Linked DNA regions of Mus musculus: region 2 is linked to region 1. A link is a contact called in public HiChIP or PLAC-seq data. All regions are on one chromosome and are shown on one strand. The core of a region is the stretch at or near the end of the contact, and the rest is flanking DNA. Distances in the headings are between cores, read along the strand shown. Region 1 has its middle 78 kb from the start of Perp. Region 2 has its middle 19 kb from the start of Gm20139.

Region 1 (3,736 bases), core at 858-3,357:
AGGTAAGTCATCCTGTTACTGAACAGAGAGAAGCTCAAATTAGGATGCTTAGATTACAGAGACTAGCAAACCAACCTAAGACACGAAATGAGAACACAAAAAGCAGGGAACATAGGTGACTGTCTTAAGCCTATGCAGGTGGACGGCCCAAACTGAATGAGTTCTGAGATATGCATTTCTAGTGTGATCTCCCCACTTAGCCCCCACCTTGGTTTTTTGCCATCGATAGTGAGGTTATAAGGACAAGTGTTGTGGGAAAATTAAAAAGGAACCCGCCAGCTCTCTGTGCTCCTGCTTCTCTCAATCTGACAACTCCCCAGCGGGGTCAGACTGGCAAGCTTCCCGAAATCCTGCTGCTGGGAACTCTCTGCAGCCAGCCCCCTGCAGCATCTGGTTCACTTATCCCTGGAGCCTCTAGTTCCCTTTCTGCCATCAGTGGTCACGCATTCCAGTAACCAAGTAAAGAAAAACTCTTGAATCGTATAATTAACCAATCACATTTATGTTATTAGTAAATTCTCAATTTACAGGATGCCAATACAATAATTTCAGAGCCAATTGATAATGATAAAGGCTTTATCCCAATTATTCTAACACACACACATATATGTATACGTATACATATATACACATATACATATGAATGATATATATGTATATATGATATATTTAATATGCATGTACATATGATATATTTAATACACACATACACACACATATGTATATGTATACATATATACACATATACACATATACATATGAATGATATATATGTATATATGATATGTTTGATATACATGTACATATGATATGTTTAATACTCACATACACACACACATATATATGTATATATCATATATATGGTTAAACCCAATTTTTCTGTAGTTGTTCTCAACCTATGGGGGTTGCATATTAGATATCGTACATATCAGGCAGTTACATTACAATACATAGCAGTAGCAAAATTACAGTTAAACTGTAGCAATGAAATCATTTCATGGTTTGAGGTCACCATAACATGAAGAACTGTATTAAAAGGTTGCAGCATTAGGAAGGTTGAGGACCACTGCTTTATAGTACATGTGTGCACGAATGTGTGCAAATCTGCTCACCTGTACATGTGGAGACCAGAAATTGATGCTGAGCATCTTCCTCTATGACTCTCCCATTTGTTCTTTGAGGCAGGGTTTGTCACTGATCCTGGAGCTCTGATATGGCTAGACTGCTTGGCCAGCAAGCCTGTGGCATCACCTATTTTTCTCCACACAAAGCTGAGGTTACAGACCTCACACCTGGCTTTTTATCTGGATATTGGGGATCTGAACTCAGGTTCCTCACGTTTATGCAGCAGACACTTTACCTGCTGAGCCCCCTGCCCCCCAGCCTTTCGATAACAAACATAGTTTGTTCTGTTTCTTAACTCATACATCTTGTGTACTCTTCCTTTAAAATGTCTTATGGCATACTTCCTCCATTTGACATGTTTTAGGATATTCATCCACCCTGTTATTTTCTCATCTTTTATAGTAGATTTGAATACTCTAAAATAATGTAATACAAACAGACAATACAAAGGTAAAAGAGTGAGCCATGGGGATATCAGAGGGCCGATCCCAGGAGCCAGAAGAAATAAATGAAGCATGTAGTGGGCACACTTCCAGGAATTAAAGACAGGTGATAGAGATGGGCTGGGGGAGGTGGTGGGTGGAGTTTAGTAGAACAGGTGCTCAGATTTTCCAGGCCCGATGGCCACTAGGGGAACTGCCATCTCAACAGTAACTCATCCTTTACTGAGTGATGCTGTCAATTTAGTTTTTCCACTCTCTAGGGACTACCCTTTACTCACAAACACGAGAGAAACCATAATCAAGCAGTGTCATGGAATCCAAGGGGAGTCAGGGTCAATTGTGTCAACTGTTCCTGAAATGATGTTGCTAAACAACAGGCAATTGGGAAGGTAAGAGTATGTTAGAAGGAAAGGCCATTTGAATTAACAGTAAAGATGTCACTGGTGACCTTCAAAGGACAGGTTTTGATGAAGCAGCCTGGGTAGTAGGTTGAGTGCTTGCTGGTGTTACAAAGGAAGCATGTGGGGAGAAAAAGGATGTCTTGCTTCCTCAGGCTGAGGTGACCTTTCACAGATCACTAGCTGAGGTGAGAATGCTTCTCCCCCTGGGAACTTGTGGCTCAGGCAATCAAGAACTTCCCAGCAGAGCCCCACAAACCCATTTCTCAAGCATCAGACTGCTGATTAAAATATTTCCAGCAAAGCCTACCAGATTCTTTGAAAGGCCTCTGAGGTTGCTCATTCAAGGGAATCCCTTTACTCACTGTTTGTTTGTATGAATGGAGGGAAACATAAATTAATAAATATATTTACTAAGAGATGATTTTAAAACTTAAAAATCCATAATTCTGAATCTAAAGATTATCTGCACCTATACCCACTTAACCCATTCACACTTCCACCTACCCACCTATTCACCCATTTACCATCCATCCATCCATCCATCCATCCATCCATCCTTCTGCCCATCCATCCATCCATCCATCCATCCATCCATCCATCCATCCATCCATCCTTCTGCCCATCCATCCATCCATCCATCCATCCATCCATTCATCTACCCATCCATCCATCTGCCCATCCATCCATCCATCCATCCATCCATCCATCTGCCTGTCTGACCATCTTGTGCTTCTTTATGACAAGAAACCTGAGGTAGTTAGTCCAGAAGAACTTTGGATTTCATTTCCCACCCCCAGTCTAGCACTCCATTCTCTCTGTCCTTATCCTGCTGGAAAACTTGCAAAAAGTGAATTTTTTTTTGTTGATCACCAATCTTGCTTCCCTGAACCAATGCAATTGATTTCTTTCTTTAGTCTTTAAAAGAGGTACCTCATCGAATTCTGTGTCCACCTGAAGTTTTTAGCCTAGGATTCAGAGCCAATCTCCTTAAATGTGTATTTTGCAATCTTATAGTTTATTCTTCACTAAAAATTCTGTACTCAGGTCTCAGACACACTTCCTTCAGCTCAAAACACCTGTACTTAATATATTTTATAGCATAACTGACAAATTTCTTTTCTTTTTTCTTACCCAGGAAAATATATTCAGTGACAAGGTGGTTTCCTATTTACCAAGTCTCCAACATCCCCAATATTCTGTTGCAAGTGTTAGAAGTTTCAGTGACTGTTGAATGAAGGAGCCCATTGGCTGGATGAATTCTGTTTTGACTTTTGTATTTGAGTCATATAATGATGGCTGCCTTCTAAGGAATCATCTTGTATTGGGTACTTAGCTGGTGGTGTCTCTGGTTTTCATGCTGTCGGCCTGTTCTTTTGTGGTTTATTGTTGCTAGGGGCCTCTTTTTGTTCTTTTCTCTACACTGTATTCTACCTAGGCAGACTAATCCTTAGTTATAAATGTAGCTTTCATTATAAGTTTACCTTTTCTCAAAGAGCTCTGACCTCCTGCCCTTTTGACCCAAAACTAGCTTCCTTCAAAATATCACCATTTAACTGTATCATGGGAACTCTAAATACAAAAGTTAGAGACCAGCAGAGTTTCAATTTAGTTGCCAAAGTGAGAAATATAGAAATTTCTCTAGATATTTTTTTTCTATTCACCTGTCCCATTGTATTTATCATTATTTTCATTGGACCAAATTTCTGTGATGCATATAAACTATGTCATCAACTACTATATGTGAGGTTCATGTAAGAGAGATAAACT
Region 2 (3,736 bases), core at 615-3,114, 200 kb after region 1:
GTACTGGTCTTGAAGCTGTGCATACAAATGCTTCAAGTTCTCTGCATTCTTGTCTCAGACATAATGAGTTCTATAGAACACTGGCGACAGGTAACTGGGACTGATGCTAGTAATTAGTGCTACAAGTATCCTTGGAAAGTGAAGACATACAAAGGTGAGGAAGTATATATACATTATGCTTTGATATGAACCTTGCCTCCTATTGAGTTCTCATCTGTAGTCAGCTAAGTATCGGGAAAAATTACAAGAGACTTTGAAATGGGCAAAGACAATTACTGTGGGACAGCCTTGTGGGGGTTGGTTGTCTCTGCGTTCTGTTTGCCTTTGAACTGTGTTAAACTCTGTAACTTGTAAAGCCCTGAGAGCGATGAAATGAACCCTGCAGATGAAGTGCAGTGGAGAGGCGACAACTATGACTTGTTTCTGTGGCCCAATCATCCACCCAGAACACATGGGCTCCTCTACAGCAGCCCCTCCTCTACCATGGACACTACACTTTTTAGCTGTGGAAGACTTTGGAAGCAGGAATTATCACAGAGACAGAGCCCCTTGGAAGACGGGGACAAGAGTTAAGATGGTAGCTTGCTTACTGCTAAGACAACCTCTAGCACAGAGGTTTGTTGCCTTGCGAGTTTGAATAGTACAGTATTTTTATGTATGTTTCTCTTCTGAATACGGTATTCACTTCGAACTAGCAGGAGAATGTCTGTTACTTTATTTAGGGATTTTGCTTGTTTGTGAAACCACATATTGTGCTATAGGGACAACTGCATTTAAAATTTATTCCCAAGATGTTTGCTTAAGAATAAGTTTAGAAAGTTTGCCATGAATAACCATTAGCTCACTTCTGTAGAACCTGGCTTCTATTTTTTTTTCCTTATTAAAACAAGCAAACAAGAAAGCAAGCAAAAAGAATAAGAAAGGAAAAAGAAAAACATTTTTACTGTTTTAATTTTTTCAAACTTTTTAATTACCTTCTAATACTAAAACTGAGATAACGGAAGGAGAGAGAGAGAGAGAGAGAGAGAGAGAGAGAGAGAGAGAGAGAGAGAGAGAGAAATTCTGAAATGTACACTTTCAGAAAACAAATAATGCTCTCAAACAGTCTGAACTTCCATCAAGTTTGGACGACTGGGATAAGCACAGATTTCAATATAATCTCACTGGGAAGGCACTAAGCAGTCTGAACTGGAAATATTCCCCTTTTTCTTTAAGAGACCAGCAGTGTGCCTCCCTCATAGGAGCTTTTGAAAAGGCTGGGTCCAATGATATTTCACTACCTGATCAACAACAGGCACAGCTCACACAGATTCCTCCAGACGTTCACAGTGCGAAGCGATGGGCATTGCACCATTCAAACAGCCAATTATCTTTAAAATGCATCTTAATTGCTGTTAACCTGGCCAATGGTTTCCTATCAAGTACATGACAATATAAGATAAGCCTACACACACACACACACACACACACACACACACACACACAGTCACCCTGGAATTAGGTAGCTGGCTTGTTCTCCATGTGGAATATATGTGCTGGACTCACTTTCCTAAGAAGTCCTCAGGAGCTGGTGACTGTGACCATCAGTGGTAAAGAAAGACCCTACAGCTCCTCGGTAGCCTCTGCTGCACCGGTTCGGTACTCGTTCTGCAGAAGAGGCCTAACTTCTGTCTTTCTTCGCCAGACCAGGAGCTGTCTATGAGCACCTGCCTCCACATCAGAACTCTGATTCGGAAATGCTACTTTTATCTGATGCTCTAGAATATCTGTCATCATCACTGCCATTTCTACGGCTCTGTTGTGAGCCAAGCACCAAGAATATGAAAGTGGGAGTGGGAGTGGGAGGAGAGCGGCTGTGCATGCCAGGAGGATGTGCTCTGGTTAGACAACAGCTTCCTCTCTTTGAATGTGCGTCATTGCCTTTGGCAGTTCCTGGACCTCAAAGCTCAGCTCTACTCTGCCAGATGAATCCCAGATTCAGCCCTGTGGAAGCTGCGTTGTGATTACAATTGTTTCACAGAGACCATAAACTGCTTCTCTTAGGAGAAACATACCGAATTGTGTTGAACTCTGACCTGTATAACTTACTACTTTCTGTGGTAGAGATAAATGCCTGTTGCTGTTAGCTCCTTTAAAAAAAATGACTTGTTAGGAACTTAAAATGTTAAGGAAAACTTATTTAGACCCCCAGAGACTCTAAAATGCACCATCTCTCTTTTTAGTGGCACCAAGCTTGATAAAAGTTGTCATGGCAACTTTGTGGAACCACGTGACCACAGGGATACAGGGCTGACTATGCTCACTCATGCATCTCTGCCTGTTGGTTGATCCAAGTTGTTTACTAAGAGTGGACTTCTCCCCTCCTGTCCAAATTCAGGTGTCAAATCTCCAGTTGTTGAGATGGTACTTGCAGGTATCTGGAGCCTTTGGGAGAACATAAGACAATGACATAGAGCTCTCTTGCATAGAATCAGTGACCTTATGAGACAACCAACCAGATGCTTTGTAGATGATGCTGTCCCTCATATCCCCACACTGCCAGGCATTGTCAACCGCATTGTGCCTTTTGACACATCCATAGGTGGTAAGCCTGGGGGTAGTGTTGCCTCCTATATGCTGCCTTCCAGTGCCAGAGGCAGCAGACGCTTCCTTACCTGAGCTGAAGGGAAAAGATCTGACTGTAGGGCTCTCACGTTCCAGAATTATTCCAGGACTCACTGTGAGGCTGTAATGCCACACACCATAATGGCACTGGTGTCAGGCAATTTGACGATGAGAACGCCATCCTAAACCACACAGGTCTTGGCGTGCTGTCCCTGACAAACACCTAACCAAATTAGGGTAAAGTTTTCCTCCATGCTGTCAAGATTCAGTGGTTACATGGCCAGCACGTGGACTTTAGAAAGGCGAAAGATGATAGAGCACTGTGATTCAGAAAGGGTAAAATAAAATCAATAGGATCACCGCTACTGATAGTGGATGACTTTACACATCTGACTTTTGTTTACCTTACCCAATATATGCCAGACCATCTGAGGGTCAAGAGAGCACTTTTCCATATGTGTGTGTGTGTGTGTGTGTGTGTGTGTGTGTGTGTGTGTGTGTGTGAAGAGAGCACTTTTCCATATATATATATATATATATATATATATATATATATATATCTTAAAAAGCTCCCCCCCAAGGCATGGCTCTGCCCATCATCTCTGCCTAGGCTTCACTCTTTACTGCAAGATTGTCTGACAAGTTGTCAGAACTGTATGAAGTTGCTTTCCAGGAGACAAGCTCCCCCTCTAAGCGCCTCCAGCCTTTTCCTTTCCTAGCTTGAGATTCCTGGGGAAATTCCAGTTTCCTGGGGTCCATTGTTTCCCTGGTCTCCGAGGCAAAGGGCGGAGCACCAGCAGCTCTTTAGAGTATCTTCCTTGTTTGCCAAGAGAATTGCTACAGGAACTATGAAATCCCACTCTTACACTTCAGGAAATGTGGACAGGGAGAGCGAATGTGCGAAGCCTCGCTATGGGGTATATTGCCGTACAGCTAAGCCAGCCAGGCCATAGGACAAGTTTGCCTTCTCCTCACCTTCTGCTTTAGAAACTACTCACAAGCATGTCTGAGATCAGCTTCCATGCTGTTTGCCACCGAGTTTTCAGTTTTCCATTTAGCTCATGCTTTAGCAGCCCTCTTGGGCCAGGCAAGGAACAGAGCATGCGCAGAGGCACACAGTTGGTTTCCCAGG

The links. HiChIP or PLAC-seq counts read pairs in DNA pulled down with a chosen protein or histone mark.
Region 2: a contact with region 1 is called in a BATF HiChIP or PLAC-seq map of CD8 T cells, with 5 read pairs. The contact joins two enhancer-like sites. A contact is called at or near these places in 16 of 484 Hi-C or Micro-C datasets (B cells, CD4 T cells, CD8 T cells and 11 more) and 3 of 115 datasets of contacts at active chromatin or transcription factors (CD8 T cells, Th17 cells and memory CD8 T cells).

Annotation. Positions count from the first base shown.
Region 1 is chr10:18,921,529-18,925,264 of GRCm38.p6, forward strand. No RefSeq gene overlaps it. Among named protein-coding and RNA genes, the nearest start is that of Perp, 78 kb to the left of the region's middle. Within about 2 kb of position 2,108, at least 15 of the 459 cell types and tissues checked have an H3K27ac peak or open chromatin away from gene starts, as enhancers often do. A contact at or near this core is called in CD8 T cells, Th17 cells and Th2 cells, where this site is marked.
Region 2 is chr10:19,120,522-19,124,257 of GRCm38.p6, forward strand. No RefSeq gene overlaps it. Among named protein-coding and RNA genes, the nearest start is that of Gm20139, 19 kb to the right of the region's middle. Within about 2 kb of position 1,865, at least 75 of the 459 cell types and tissues checked have an H3K27ac peak or open chromatin away from gene starts, as enhancers often do. A contact at or near this core is called in CD8 T cells, Th17 cells and Th2 cells, where this site is marked.